4 separate regions of the Mus musculus genome follow, and regions 1, 3 and 4 are each linked to region 2. Evidence: chromatin contacts called from public Hi-C and HiChIP or PLAC-seq data. All regions are on one chromosome and are shown on one strand. The core of a region is the stretch at or near the end of the contact, and the rest is flanking DNA. Distances in the headings are between cores, read along the strand shown.

Region 1 (3,848 bases), core at 893-3,392, 380 kb before region 2:
CCTTTAAGATAAGATACATTCAACCTGTCGTGGCTACCGCTTCGCGTGCATGAAAGAGAAGAAACCTAGCACAGACAGTTGAGGACATGGTGGTCTTTGGGATCCATGTAGAGGTATCTGAGTGAGGATATAGGATTTCAGGGGATGTGTAACGAAGCCAGAAAGCCACACTAATACCAGAGAGCAAAGGAAAGCTTCAATAGGCTAAATTACTGGAAGAGGTATAAGCCATATAATAGTAAAAACAACAAAAATGTGCACTGCGTGCTTACCACATGCCAAGCGTTCTGCTACACCGTCAGCTTTCTCTCCACAGCCATCCTGTGAAGAAGGAAGTTGATTAGTATCCTCTTCTGGATGAGGGTGCTTGACAGAAGTCACCCAGTGTGAACCAAGACTCAATCCATGCCTAGCCGACAGTCGCCCATGCCCAGATGCTTCATTAACACCGAGAGAGAGAGAGAGAGAGAGAGAGAGAGAGAGAGAGAGAGAGAGAGAGAGAGAGAGAGATCACTGCCGGAGCAGGTTTCCCCATCAGAGCTCCAATCCCAGCCCTTCCCTGTCTAGCCATGTGACTTAAGGTCATTCATTCACCTCTGCACCCACAGCTCAATATTCTCATGGGATTGTTTTTTTTTTCCATTTTTTATTAGGTATTTAGCTCATTTACATTTCCAATGCTATACCAAAAGTCCCCCATACCCACCCACCCCCACTCCCCTACACACCCACTCCCCCTTATTGTTTTTAAGTATAAAAAAAGAGCGGACAGTTCGAAGATACATGACCATCTTAGAGTATATATGGCGACTGGAGCTGAACTTGCTATTTTTAAGTGTACTTCTCATTGTTCAGAAATATACTAGAATTTTTTTTTTTTTTGATGCTGGTGAGGGAAACAAGAGGGAATAAAAAATAAGGATAGGAGACAAATTGTCATATCAGTCCAGAGTACATTTTATGAAAAATTGTTTCTTAACACGACACACATCAGTATATCTTCCAGGAATGAGAACACAATCTTTATATTTTTCTCCAAAAAACTGAAGGTAAATAAATGAATGCTGACTCCCTAAGGGAAGGCCAAGCAATCTTATAACTCATTTGCATCCAAGCTGACCCAGTAGTGCAGTATTGAGTGTGCATGGCTTTTAGGTTTTCTCTTGTGAAAGAAGCTTCAGAATAATCTTTATTTTGTTTTTACATTCTGACGAGTTACCTATGTTTTTAAAATAAGAAACATGTTCTAAGGTTTATATGTATGTCACGTACCGTGCTGATGCTTAACAAACTAAAATCCAGCAAATGTATGAATGAGATTTTTGTTGTTGTTGTTGTTGTCTCATTGGATGGGACAGCAAATCAGAAGTAAGCTAGCAGGGAGGAAGGATGCTATTAATCACTTAATACACACCATTTTCTAGACCATTCTGTGCAATTAAGACTTGACCTGCCCACAGAGGTGTGTGTTGGTGAGAGCCGAGTGCCACGGGCAGACTCTGGTGCCCAGTGCACAGACACATACTCTGGTCAGGTGTATTATGGGATCCACCTCATTTCTGAGGGAGGCTCTTTGAATTCTTTGAGGAGTAGATGTTAGCATAGTGTCTGGCCCATGGTAGGTATGATCACTGTTCTTTCCTAGACTCGGAAAACATGGGTGGGTATCTATGATGTTTCAGAGACTGAGAAGAGTTGAAGGTGATTAAATTACTTTCAAACCATCAATGAGAATACAGAGTGATGGGAAGGAGAGACAATCACACAGCAGCTTAAACTCAAGGCGAGAAGTTCAAAGAAGGGAAATGTAGCCAGGCTATAGAGTTAAGTAGACTTAGCAATCAATTAGGATGCTTTTCTCATAATGCATTCATAATCTCGAGTAGTAGAAGCTAGTTTCAGTTTGTGGCAATGGAGCTACGTTGTATGACCCAAAGTAAGTCACTTAACTTCTTGGGCATCTTTCCCGATTGTAGAGTGAGTTTTGAACCAGTAGCATGCGTCAGTCCCCTAGCACTAGCTCAGTTACACCTGTCTTGTGAGTTTCTTCCCGACTTACATTTCAGCCACCTTATCTTGACAACCAAAAGTCAGCATGATGGGAGTGTTATTTCACAGGGATTGGCAAATATTGCACATTAGAGCTTTGTCCTTCCACCCTGGAATGGTTATGAAATATTTACTGGCATTCCTGAAGTGAACCAATCAACTCCAATGTATGTTCCAACTGTGACAATCCTGATCTCTGGGACTGCTTTTCTACAATTACCCGTCACTCCGGGGCCATCAACCTGAATATATGAGAATCGTGTTTACCTCACGACTCCAACTTTCTCCCCTAGCTCTATGCCAAACCGGGCTAGGACAAAAATTTGAATGTTTATGATGGTAGAGACTTCAGAAATATTCTCACTTCCATATATTTCTGCCTCCATCCATTGAATCCTGTGATGGGTCTGAATCAGACTTCAACACAGAATGTCTTGCTCTCTACTTCTCTTCGTTTTTTTTTTTTTCTTTTTGAAATAGTGCGAGTCATTTAACTGATTTTTTGACTAAATAAAACGTACAAAGATGATTCAAACAGACTGACTGATTCATTCCCTTGAAATGTGCACATAGCAGATGAAACCAAATCACCTATAAAACATTTTCTTATTTCTCTGCAGTTGGTTGCAAGAATACGCTCACTGAACAAACATTTCCTGGGAATGAGCACCCCTGTGCCATCTTGGTCATTAAGTTTGTGGTATTTAGGAGTCTCTTCATGAAAGACTGCCTGTTAACTATGAATTTGGGCTCAGGCCAACCTTCCAACCTGCCATTCAACTCTTCTCTACTACCTATCCGTTTCTAGTTTTCTTAGTGAACTACTTGGTCGCAGCATTGCCCCCAAGTCTAGCAATGTGGAGGATTCTCTAGGTTTCTATTGAGCAGGGTCTGTGCTTGCCAGCAATTCTATCAGCAGCCAAAGCATAGTGCTGTATTTAAGGACTGATTCCTCAGGGAAGTTTTCAGCAGGTGTAATGGGACATTACATCTTTTTAAAGGAGGAAAAACTTCATAAACTTTGACACAATTAACTTTGCTTTAGGGACTGATTTTTCCTAGAAGTCACATGGTATGTTACTCTGTTGAAAGCACCTTCTAGTTTGCAAGATATCCTCAGCTATATAATTTTTTTCCTAATTACAGTCATAAGGCAACTATTATTCTGATTTTTTCAGATGACATGTGTGTTGGAAGAGAATGAAATGTTAGCCAAAGGTGCACATGGAATCAAGGTCCCCTCAGTACTTATAAATTTGTAAAAACACACGATGCCTGTTTGAACTGTGCTTAATTAGTCGCAATTCTAGGGGAAAGGTTGTATTCAAAAGACATAGTACTTAAGTGAACAGTTATTTATATCCGCTCAGCTCCTATTGTCTCTTCCTCTGGCAGCTCTTTCGAAATCCCTCACTACCCCATCTACTGAGATTGCCCATCAATCATGATGCTCTCTTCTCACTGCAGGAAGAGGACGCTCACCAGTCTGGCGTTTCAATGAGCTCTAGTCGTCTGAGCCAGTGCTCAGTTAGGGTGAACATACGACCAAAGCAAGGACAACCATATGGATGCTGGCAGAGAATCACTCATGTTCAGAGATTCCAAAGATACAGATGATACTACCTTGCAGTCTCTGAGGACCATCTTGGCTACTGTGTGGGGAGAGCCAGCCTGAGTGTGAAGCTGATGCTGCAGGCAGAAAAGCTTAAACATGGAGAGGTGGAGGCTCTCACTACCAGTTGGCTATCTGTATCCCACCATGTTTTAAGGTTACAGGAGCCAGTAAAATTGTTTCTTGC
Region 2 (3,650 bases), core at 844-3,343:
CATCTGGATGGAGAATCAATCTAAACAGCTACTGCAGCCATCTTGGTTGGTTGTAAATGCAACAGCTTTTCCCCCTGGTTCATAAAACTGTGTTGGTTGAGTACAGACCTAGCCCTCTGGGTATAAATTATGAGAGGCTAAGTTAGTCATAGACACTATTTATTTTTACCTTTGATGGGATAAACACATGACTTATTTGTAACCAGTGAAATAGAAGCGTAGGTAAGTCGGCTGGGGAATTCTGGAAGCAATTTTTCCTCCAGTCTAGAGTGTAAGACATTCATTTTCCTCCTTTCTTTCTTATCACGTATGCTGTGTTAGGGAGGGGTGCCAAGGAAGTGACAAGGCCTAGGATGGAGGCCCAGTGGAAGACAGCAGAGTGGACAGAATGACAGAAATTCATGGGAGACGACTCTGGTTGGATGGCAGTCCCGTTTACATCTACAGAGACTCAGTTGTTTTCAATTATTGCTCCGGCATTCCTGATTGCTCACCTTTTTCTAGGAAACTACTGGGGCTGAACTTCAGCAGGTCTGCCAGCCCCTTTTATCCCAGGCATCCAGACTTGTCAGGCTCATTTGGAAACCAGACACCCATTCAGCTTCGTTAGTCTCCTCATCTGATCCCCTCTGTTCCTGAATTCCTCTTTATACTCAGAAATCTTAACTGCTGTGAACTGGAGACTCCCCTATAACCAACGCCTCTTCATTTCGTGGCTGAATTGAACTCCTAGATCTATCTCAAAGTCTCTGGTGCCCCTCCCAGGCAGGTTGGTTGCAGTGCCTGAGAAGTAGGTAGTTGCTTTCCTTAGGCAGTCTCTCTTATTTGTACTAGTTTCTTTTGATTTTTGAGAGTCACAGTTTTCTTTAAGCATGATATAGCGGCCTTAGACTTTACCCCCTATTTCTTTTCCAATCATTCTATTCCATTTTTTGTTGTGAATGTTTAAAAATTAATTATTGTGTTAACTAGCGACTCCAATGGCATGCTCCCAATGAAAGGGCAAACTAATTAGACAAAGCTACTTGAGCATTCGATAGTACAGCGAGAGGGAAAAAGGGCACTTCAGGCTAGAGTGCTGGAGTGTGTGATTATATCCCCACATAATCCAAGGATGTGGGATCTTTGAGTACATATGAGTCTCCATTTTCTGTTAAACTTCAGAAATTTTCTCCACGTTCTTTGATAATGTCAGTCCCTGGCTCATGCTTTCTTCCCTTTTGTTGTTGTTGTTGTTGTTGTGTGATGACCTCAACAAACACATGGATTTTCATACAACACTTGTGCTGATTTTTCCATCTTCCTAAAATCCAGTCCCCTTGCCTTCCTTCCTATCCAGCTGTAACTGGAGAGGAGATTCCATGGGATCTCCCCATGTGTCTGTTTTGACTCCTAAGCCCAGATTTCTTTTGAATTCTACCATGGTATCCCAGTCCTCAGTCAGATGTTATTTATGGAGAATTGACTCCAACGTGTCTACATGCAATAGCGGTTGACTAGCAATGGTAACTGGGTAGAAGGTGCTTTTGTTACTGGGTGAAGGGCAAGACATCCTGTGGAAATGCACATCGAAGAAAGATCAATAACAGCCTTTATAAATGTCATTTAAAATGCCATTCAAAACAACCATAAAGGTTAATGGCATTTTGTTTTGATTGTTTCAAAATATATTATCAGATTAAATAGAAGCTACGATGACTTGCTTCCCATGAAAGGACAGAATAATTAGCCACAGTTATTTAAGCACCGGTAAATATATGAAAAACCAAAACAACACACCCTATTAATCAAACCACAATGCCTGTCAGGTTGTGTGCTAAAACTTCTATCTACACAACACAAGGAAGCAGGCCTTTTCACACAGGTAAGCACTCAGTAAAGTCAAGAGTTAACATTGAACAGTTACCAGGGGTCAGGAAAGGCATTTTTTATGCAGTCAGGGACAGTCTTAAGTGTTCTAAAGAGTTACAGACAAACTCAGAAGACAAGTTCAGATATGCCAGGTCATTTTAAGATGAGAACTTAAAACTGTTCTTGGGTGGTGGTGTCTCTTTGGTTACCATAGCAAAGTTGGAAGAGCTTAAACACTACGTGTTACAAATTGCTTAAGAATGACTCAACCCTGACTCTCTTGCCTATGGTGAAACTCGTCTGAAACACTTGAGTCAATTTGGAAATCTATGCTTAAAGACCAGACACTGCAGTATGGTCAGGACTTATTAAAAAGAGACAATCTGTAATATCTTGTTTAAAATAAGCAGAAAGCCCCCGCGCTTCACCTGGGCAGCACAGTAGACCTAGCCTGGTGGCTTGGGTACAGGAAAGCTGATGGGTTCAGCAACTCCAACCCAGGCCCAGATCCAGGGCTTTGAATATGCTCACCCCAACATCTGCCCCATCTGTGAAATGCTGGAGTGTGTGAAGGGGCCAGTCCTGCAGATCCAAAGCTGCAGAGTTTCCACGACACAGACCGACAACAGGATATCTGAGAGAAACCCCAGTGAGATTCCAGTATTGATAGTATAGCAGAAGCCAGAGGCCTCAAACCAGACTCATTGCAATGAACATTTGGAAGTAAAGAGGTTTGGCCAAAGGAATACCCGTGTGACACATTGTGACACACTGCAGCTTCCACAGTGAGATTTTTGTTGTTGTTTGTTTTGTTTTGTTTTGATTTTGAGGTTTTAATTTTTTTATTTTTATTTCTATTTTTTGAGGGGAGGTTGCAAGGATGGAGAAGATACCCCAGGACTTGAGATATAGATGCTGTAAAGGGGTGACGAGATGAGTGGGATTGGGGGTGCATGGTGTATAATTCATATACAATAAGAAGTTAAAAACAAAAAAAATTGTTAAAAATGTCCCAAATGTGAAGGCCAACAGGACACCTGAGCGACTGGGATTCCATCAGTGGAAATTACATATATATATATATATATATATATATATATATATATATATATATATACATATTTATATATATATGCAAAACATCACTTTCTCAAATCCTATTTGTATCCAAGATTGTTCTATTTAGAGATGAACAGTGTACGTGCAGCCTCCCTGAAGTAGTTCACAATCAATGAGCATCCAGGGAGGGTATGAAGCATCTCTCATGGACCACTGTGTAGAAGCTGATGCTGAGTCTGCATCTTCCTTTGAATTTCCTGGACCCCAAGACATTTCCCCCTTCTCCTTCCTCACTGAACCCACTGCTCTTGAGTTCCCACTGCTGTTTGGAGGACAGGAAAAGCAGAGATCACTGTCATGTCTTTTAATATCCAAGATGATGGCTTTTGTGGAGAAAGAGGACACCTCTGGTATTGCCTAAGTACCAGCAATTGTTCTACACTCTCTCTTAGTGAGCCTTTTGCTACTGTGAACTGTAATGATGTGGTTGTCAAATTCATGCCGTACCAGGCATAAAAAAACAAACAAACAAAAAAAAAAACAAAACAAAACCAAAAACCCTGTAAGATCTGCTTCTGAGAACTGACCTAGAATGATTTTTTAATGAGAAAAAGAATATTAATCTATCAATACCAGGTAATTAGAATTTAAAAAAAATGTTCTACATGGTTCACATTTAGTAAAAGAAACACACAAATCTAGATTTAAAACTTCCATTTTCAACTTCCAGGGAATTGCTT
Region 3 (3,643 bases), core at 1,054-3,553, 470 kb before region 2:
AGTTTACTTCTACTTTGTAAACTCTTTAGGTGAGTAGTGGCTACATTCTTCTGCTTTTAGAGTTAACTCTATTAACACAGGGAGAGTCAAGAGGTTTAAAACATGAAAAACAATTAATTTAAGCATGCATATCTTTATTTAATCTTTCCAGATAATAGCCTTGTATTATTAGGCTGAACTAGGCAACTTTCTCAGCTCTGGACAGTGCCACAGAGCTGTGACCTTGGCTGCCTTGAGCATCTGTCCCTCAGCTCTCTGATTCGCAACACCAAATGCTGATACTGGCCTAATGGCAGACTGGTAGAAGTGCAATGGGACACGTGTCTCCTGGGGACAACAGACTCAGCAGGTTCACTCTGCTGAGCCTCTCTTCCTTAAAACAAAGCTTATTATTTAGAATACCCTCACCAAACCAAATTTGTCCATAGGCCACTGGTGAGTGGACAGCAGAGCGGGTCCAGGACCCCCGGGCCTGTACTGCTTTGAATCCTCCTGGGTTCGTTGTTAGTCCTTACTGATCAGCCAGGCCTCTGAGTACTCTGGTGTGAAAGGAAGAACAGTGTAAGTTAGGCAAGGTTAAAAACAAATGAGAAATAATTTCATTTGTGTTCCCTGTAAACAGTATTTACTGAACTTCACATATTTTACTTGAGTTGTTTTAATACTTGTCCAAATTATCACTTTGTTTTCCTATCACTTTGTATTGTTTCTATGTGGGAAGAACCATTTCCTTTTAAAAATAGTGTTATCTGTACCCTTATGAACCGGTTAATTTTCTTTCCAACGTTTTTCTTTGGGCCGTACGGATTTGACCCAACAGCGACCGCAATAACACGTTTCATCCAAAGAATGGAGCCTTTTTGGTTTTTTTTTTTTTTTTTTGTAACTTATAAAACCACCTCCTATAGTGTGAGAATGCTTGTTGTTTTTGGTAATATTTCATTTCCTCAGCAAGAATATTTTCTTCTGTTCTCCATTGTCATCAGACAAAAAAGATAAAACAATTAAATCAAGGAAACCTGGCAGGGTTGCTTTTGGAAAATAAAATGAAGTTTTGATTTAAACAAAGAGCAATGAATTGAACTGGAAAAACACGGCCCCGATTGAAGTTCAGCAGGCCTTTCATAAGCCCCCGAAACCATCTTCAGATAAGTGTTTATCTTTGAGAAAGGACGATTATTTGAGACCCAACTTTGGATGCTGAAAAGGACCAAAACCCTCCCACGAGGCCTGCTTGGGATTCCGTACACCTCCAGCCCCTGGCTCTCCCTGACTGTGTGCCACTCCTAGCTCTTAGCGCTTTGATTCCGAGTACAGAATCTTGCAGATATGAGCCTAGCAGCCACATAGAAGCAAGTGAAATCTTGGGGTTCGCTAGAAGGAATTTTATGAATTAGATGTCTTGTAAGGAGACTTTTGAAGAAAAGACATTATTGAGACAAGTGTAGCAATCATAACACAGGGGAACGGTGAAGCCCAGACACAGGGGATTGGTGAAGCCCAGACACAGGGGATCAGTGAAGCCCAGACACGGGGGAACGGTGAAGCCCAGATACCTGAACGGTGAAGCCCACCTATAGTCCGGACACACAGAATTATCCGATGCAGGATGACCCTTGAGCCTAGGACTGTAAAGCTGGCCTGAGCATCAGACAAAGACCCAAGCAATCAGCAAGTGATAATAATTTTACTGGATATTTAATATTTACAATCAAATCTGTGAGCTGTAATGAAGATCAAGGAAAATACAACGCAATATGCTTACATGACACAGAAAGCCACACAGGTTTGAGAAATTCCCCATATTAGTTTGATTTTTCTAAAATGATGAAGAAAGCCAGCGTCTGATTTCAAGATTTTTAACTTTATACAAAAGCAAAGCCAAACTCTTAACTTTAAAAAGATGTTTTTATTGGCATAACCCAATCATACACATTTTATTGTAACACTTTTATACATGAGCATAATGTATTTTGATTGTATTCACCTTTTGTCCCCTTTATTTTGTTATAATTATATTGATTATTATGTATTGTCATTATAGTTATTATTATATTTATTAATTGCAGGTAATTTTATGCTAGGGCCTTCTGTCTTGAATCTTCTTGGACTACAAAGCAGATTACAGATAACAATAAAAAAATTGAAAATGAGGGTTTCCAGTTTGGAGAATAAGGCGTAGAAAGATGCAGTGACTGATCTGGAAAAATCTGAATTCCTTATTGGGCATCGGTTCAAACCAAGTATGTATGATTCCAAAATGTGCCCAGGCAAATGAGTGTTCCCAGTGTTCCGTTCGGAACGAGAGGGAGGGGTGCTCACTCAGAGGTTGCTGGGCTCTGACTTACGACAGGATTAAGTCAGCAATATGATGGCAGAAGTTTCAAGTTTCTCCGTTTGGCTTCTTATGTAACAGACAAAATTAGGTTGGATGTGCTTGCACCACGGGGACAGCTGGGGTCAAGGAAAGTGACCACTAGAGCCAGCAATCCATCCCTGTAGTGTCGCCTGTACATGCTTAGTCCCGCCCCAGTCAGTGACGTCATCTGTGAGCCGTACTTCTGCAACAATCCCTCCCAGAACGCTGTCTGCAAGGAGGCAGCGAGTTATATTTATTACTCCAGCTTAAAAATCTTTTAAAACTCTTAAGCAGTTTGAAACTTCCATGGCAAAAGAGAACAAGAATTTTAGGAAAGTGTGACGCTTTGTAAACTTTCAGAAGTGAGCTTATTCTGTATTGGCAAATAGAAATAAGCAAGTCTGTTTTATGAGGACTTTAGGTATTTAAATACTTAAGTAAGTAATATAAAGAGTACTGGTCTGCAGCAGGGACCCTTAATGTCAAGTTCCTAGAGCAGATGTTCTCAACCTGTGGGTCACGATCCCTTCACGTAACTCACATACCAGATATCCCACAGAGCAGATATTTACTTTATGAATCATAACAGTAGCAAAATTACAGTTATATAGCAATGAAATAATTTTATAGTTGGGGGTCACCACGACGTGAGGAACTGTATTAAAGGGTGGCAGCATTGGGAAGGTTGGGAACCCCTGCTATAGAGGGAAGGGACAGCCACTTTTTTTTTTTTTTTTTTTTTACTTTTTATTAGGTATTTTCCTCATTTACATTTCCAATGCTATCCCAAAAGTCCCCCATACCCGCCCACCCACTCCCCTACCTGCCCACTCCCCCTTTTTGGCCCTGGCCTTCCCCTGTACTGGGGCATATAAAGTTTGCAAGTCCAATGGGCCTCTCTTTCCAGTGATGGCTGACTAGGCCATCTTTTGATACATATGCAGCTAGAGTCAAGAGCTCTGGGGTACTGGTTAGTTCATATTGTTGTTCCACCTATAGGGTTGCAGTTCCCTTTAGTTCCTTGGGTAATTTCTCTAGCTCCTCCATTGGGGGCCCTGTGATCCATCCATTAGCTGACTGTGAGCATCCACTTCTGTGTTTGTGAGACAGCTATATCTGGGTCCTTTCAGCAAAATCTTGCTAGTATATGCAATGGTGTCAGCGTTTGGAAGCTGATTATGGGATGGAACCCTGGATATGGCAGGCTCTAGATGGTCCATCCTTTTGACACAGCTTCAAACTTTGTCTCTGTAACTCCTTCCATGGGTGTTTTGTTCCCAATTC
Region 4 (3,867 bases), core at 280-2,779, 450 kb before region 2:
GCTGAAGTAGTTCTGGTATCAGAGTGCCTTGGAGGGAAGCCTACCGTTTGCACTTTCGAAGCTTATTAGATCTAATACAAATCTATAATGTACTTTGCTAACATTTTCCAGGTGGCTTCAAATTCTAAGGTATAAAATTACAAAGTAGCAAAGCAAATATGTGAGCTCTGTCAATAGAGGCGGAGCCGGGGATCCTCTCACGTGCAAAGTACACTGGCTTGTACAATGTCACAGTTGTGCCTCTGCATCAGTAAAGACTAAGTTTATGTTCATAAGCATACTTTGGACTTTAAAGAGAATGAGCATTTGATCTTAAGAGTTTTCTATGTAATGGCTAAATTTTTAAGAAGTATTGCATTAAAAGGGGACACGTTGCATCTCCTTAGGAAACGTATTTCTGTGGGACACCTCATTGCCTAACCGTGGATAAGTGAGGGCTACCATCCTTAATGATTTGTCAGTCCTCTGCCAGTACATTTCTCTCCTGCTCGTATTACTTCAGTTATCGTTTTTTTCTAAAATGGAGTGCTGGTTAAAAAGTGTAGTGTAGTAGTGTCTCTGGGCAAAATGAGTCATTACTATGGTATGTGCCAACGCTTTCAATAGTTTCCATAAATGTCATTTGCAAAACAAATATTATAAGTTGAACGTGGCTAAATGGTACTCAGTTCATCTAAGAGACTCACCGCCCCTCCTGCCTTACTTATTAGTTCTCCGTAGGATAATTTCAGAGGGACTATCTCAATAAGTGTTTAGACTAAACACATTTTCAGGATTAATTCCACAATTTCAGTAGCAGATGCCTTTTTTCCACAAGGGAAAGTGCAAATGAACACTTCATTATTTGCAAACCACAAATGTTCCCTTCCGTAGTAAATGCAACTTACTATTTAAGGATTTCACAGCACAGTGAATTTTCTTTCCGTCATTGTCCAGCAAAGTCCCATGATAGACACAGCCAAAATGCCCTATTGAAAAAGAGAACTTGCTAGAGTTAAACTGACTTTATGCAATAATTATTTATTAAGCCTTTTTTTCTGTAAGACAAAAAAAATGGTACATTGCTTATGACACTTTGATTAACAACATCACTCTGTGTGGTACAAGTGTGAGATATAAATATAGATGCATTACACTTCTCTCCATGCTATAAGCAATGTGATTATTTAATATATGGTGCAAATTGTAGTAATATGGCTTCTTTTAAACGTTAATATACCAAAGTATCAAGTCATTGGGGTATCACTGGACACAATAATAGCTTCTGCATGAAAGGAAATATATTATATTAAGGATAAAATAATATTAAAGAAAACATGTAAATAATTTTATCCACTTGAATACGTGTAAAATATGTCCTCTATAGTCTAGTAACTGATTATAAATAATGTATTATAGAGTTAGGGTTTCCCCTGTTAGTCACTGGTTAATATGTAAGCCACTTTGGCAGGGATCAAAAGACAGTTGCCCAAATGGAGCAGATTCCCAGTGACTCACTTCATACATTTCCCTCTGACTTTAACCACTCATTTCCCCAATAGCAGCCTCTCAACAGAGGCGGCAGTAATTTCTCCCAGAGGTGCCAAGTGTCTGACGGCTGTGTAAGTCATTTAATTAATTCATGGACTTCGGCAAGCTGTCCTGAGTGCTTACTATATGAGGTATGGGGCTATCCTCTGTGACTTACACAAAGATGAATATAATAAAAGCCATGCTCATGAGTGGTCACAATTTTCCATGTGTGTGTGTGTGTGGGGGGGCATATAAACAAACAGTAGTTAATACTGATAGTTTCTTAATGACTGTGACTTGGGAGAAATTATCACCATGTTATCACCTTTCATTAAAAAAAAGTCCTGATTTTACAACACGTAGAGTGAGTATTGGCTTACAGAGAATTCCACTAGGCTCCTCCCAGGGACGTAGGATCTAGCAACAGCTTACATCATCACCTATAGCCATGTATAAGGCTGATATATAAGAGGAATGCTCGCACCCCACACCCCAGGTCTCTCTCTCTCTCTCTCTCTCTCTCTCTCTGTCCCCATCTGTTCCTGGAAGGCTTTTGCCCAATATTAAAACTTCCTTTTATGTGAGGCCTGCTGTCACTTGGCGTGGTTGTTCGGGGTGACGTCTAGGCACAGGCCCACCGAGATGCTCCCTCCCTCTCCATTACACTGCTGTTTTATAAAATACAACAGTGAGAATATAACCAGTGAGACTATATCTCCAATACTGGACCACTTACTGGAGTTACAGGCCAGCAATATAACCCAATCATACACTCGTGCACAGAGGCCCCTTTTCAGGAAGAAACAACGTAGATACTCAGCTCTGGATGCTCAGAAGGACCAGTGTTCACGTACCGCCACCCTGTCACTTTCTCCTGCACCACCCTGGCAAATGCCTATGCAACCTCTTTAGAGCATTTAAAATAGGAGTAGCCCAACCCGAAGCCACTACGTTTAAAAGGATTTTACAGTAGATTTTATCTCATGGCTTCTGGTTGGTTTCTCTTCCTGACAAATATTTCCTCCAATAGTGTTAATGTTTGAAGTTATCGATGCTCTGGCTAGCTTCTTGCAAATAGTCATTTTTTGTGTGTGAAGAAATTGGAGTGCATTGTGGAGATGATATATGTTGCCTTAGATTAGGGGAGGGCTATAAATTCCCCGTATCCTGATGCTGTCCAGCAGTGTACAAGCCGCTATAGACTAGATTTTGTTACAGCTCTCAGGATAAAGTAAGATTGAAGAGATAAAGGAGTGAAAAAACTGGCATGATTTTCCCCCAAGACACTGTAGTTACTGTGAGAAATATGAGGGAGAAATGGGGTCTTCTCTCCTGTGATAATATCCAAATGATTCCACGCACAGGGCAGTCTCCATGACTATGACTTTTCATGTCTGTATTTCTGCAGGACAAAACTCGTTATCAGGCTCTGTCAGGAGCCCTCAGCATTGTCTAAATTCCTAATCTGCAAAACAGGAGATAAATGGCTTACTGGAAAACTGTACTTAACAGAGAACTGATGGAAATACTTACCTCTTCCTATGACTTCATTGAAATGCACAATCAGGCTGCTGGGTCCAATCACTACGTGCTGAACTGCTTGGACCAGCTCTGGATTTAGAGCACTGAGGTCAATGTGAACAGTATTTTGTAGTAATGGGCTGGATATATCAGAGTCTCCACTTGTCAGGATAGGGGACAGGTCTGTCAGAGGGTATTGCACTTGTCTGCATGCTCCATTCTGAGAGGAGTTGGGAAACTGGTCTGCAAGATAAAGCAAATAGATACAGCCATGAAACCTCACTCATTGGGGTGTGCCTCAGGGGTGGTAAAGGGGATTAATAGTGGATTTTAACAGTAACGAAATGCTAGGCTGGGAACACTCTTTGCAAAGGAATGGTTGGAGAAAGATGGCAGTGAATCGGGAAAAGGCACACACACACACACACACACACACACACACACACACACACATGTTTGGACAGAGAAACATTTTATAAAGTAGAAAAAAAACCATTTTAAGTGAGCAGTGTTAACAATGGACTCTTGTTTGTCTGATTGGTTTCCTTGGGTATTTATTTCTCTTTTTATTAATACCAAAAAGCAACGCCTGAAGTTCCTTTTAAGACATAATCTTCCTCTAAGAATCAGAAGCAGTATGGACAGGTGATGGCTTCTAGGGGTAAGGGTTACTTTCCCTTAAGTGTGAGGACCCATGTGAGCACCATGTTCGACTACATGGCCCCACACCCAGGAATCTGTGGGTAGCACATATTGACCTACGTAAGTTATTAAAATGCAAAAAGAGGACATGAGATGGGGTGGGGAGGACAGGGAGTCAGCGGGAAGAGTAAG

Evidence for each region. HiChIP or PLAC-seq counts read pairs in DNA pulled down with a chosen protein or histone mark. A called contact is a pair of places that touch in the nucleus more often than the background predicts.
Region 1: a contact with region 2 is called in an H3K27ac HiChIP or PLAC-seq map of embryonic fibroblasts, with 9 times the contacts expected there. The contact joins two enhancer-like sites. A contact is called at or near these places in 1 of 15 datasets of contacts at CTCF or cohesin (the NIH/3T3 cell line), 5 of 484 Hi-C or Micro-C datasets (3T3-L1-derived adipocytes, the C2C12 cell line, muscle stem cells and 2 more), 2 of 115 datasets of contacts at active chromatin or transcription factors (the NIH/3T3 cell line and embryonic fibroblasts) and 1 of 9 other capture datasets (embryonic stem cells).
Region 3: a contact with region 2 is called in a Hi-C map of muscle stem cells, with 6 times the contacts expected there. The contact joins two enhancer-like sites. A contact is called at or near these places in 5 of 39 promoter capture datasets (the 3T3-L1 cell line, the C10 cell line, embryonic stem cells and 2 more), 5 of 15 datasets of contacts at CTCF or cohesin (the NIH/3T3 cell line, embryonic stem cells, large pre-B cells and 2 more), 258 of 484 Hi-C or Micro-C datasets (the 3T3-L1 cell line, 3T3-L1-derived adipocytes, the 4T1 cell line and 130 more), 26 of 115 datasets of contacts at active chromatin or transcription factors (PVALB interneurons, astrocytes, a beta-TC-6 cell line and 19 more) and 5 of 9 other capture datasets (adipose tissue, bone marrow-derived macrophages, embryonic stem cells and 2 more).
Region 4: an SMC1A HiChIP or PLAC-seq map of the NIH/3T3 cell line shows a contact between it and region 2, with 7 times the contacts expected there. The contact joins two enhancer-like sites. A contact is called at or near these places in 1 of 15 datasets of contacts at CTCF or cohesin (the NIH/3T3 cell line), 4 of 484 Hi-C or Micro-C datasets (bone marrow-derived macrophages, cortical neurons, embryonic stem cells and 1 more), 3 of 115 datasets of contacts at active chromatin or transcription factors (embryonic stem cells, oligodendrocyte precursor cells and pancreatic cancer cells) and 1 of 9 other capture datasets (embryonic stem cells).

Annotation. Positions count from the first base shown.
Region 1 is chr6:17,484,270-17,488,117 of GRCm38.p6, reverse strand. It overlaps Met (met proto-oncogene), which reads right to left. Exons shown (of 22, transcript NM_008591.2): 2 at 273-321. Among named protein-coding and RNA genes, the nearest start is that of Met, 22 kb to the right of the region's middle. Within about 2 kb of position 2,142, at least 26 of the 459 cell types and tissues checked have an H3K27ac peak or open chromatin away from gene starts, as enhancers often do. A contact at or near this core is called in 3T3-L1-derived adipocytes, the C2C12 cell line, the NIH/3T3 cell line and 1 more, where this site is marked.
Region 2 is chr6:17,107,869-17,111,518 of GRCm38.p6, reverse strand. The region is part of intron 1 of Gm4876 (predicted gene 4876); the gene reads left to right. Among named protein-coding and RNA genes, the nearest start is that of Gm15473, 44 kb to the right of the region's middle. Within about 2 kb of position 2,093, at least 85 of the 459 cell types and tissues checked have an H3K27ac peak or open chromatin away from gene starts, as enhancers often do. A contact at or near this core is called in 3T3-L1-derived adipocytes, the 4T1 cell line, the C2C12 cell line and 11 more, where this site is marked.
Region 3 is chr6:17,582,966-17,586,608 of GRCm38.p6, reverse strand. No RefSeq gene overlaps it. Among named protein-coding and RNA genes, the nearest start is that of Gm52893, 43 kb to the right of the region's middle. Within about 2 kb of position 2,303, at least 100 of the 459 cell types and tissues checked have an H3K27ac peak or open chromatin away from gene starts, as enhancers often do. A contact at or near this core is called in the 4T1 cell line, the C2C12 cell line, the MC38 cell line and 9 more, where this site is marked.
Region 4 is chr6:17,552,648-17,556,514 of GRCm38.p6, reverse strand. Met (met proto-oncogene) reads right to left here. Exons shown (of 22, transcript NM_008591.2): 16 at 3,046-3,276; 17 at 888-968. Among named protein-coding and RNA genes, the nearest start is that of Gm52893, 13 kb to the right of the region's middle. Within about 2 kb of position 1,529, at least 40 of the 459 cell types and tissues checked have an H3K27ac peak or open chromatin away from gene starts, as enhancers often do. A contact at or near this core is called in the NIH/3T3 cell line and pancreatic cancer cells, where this site is marked.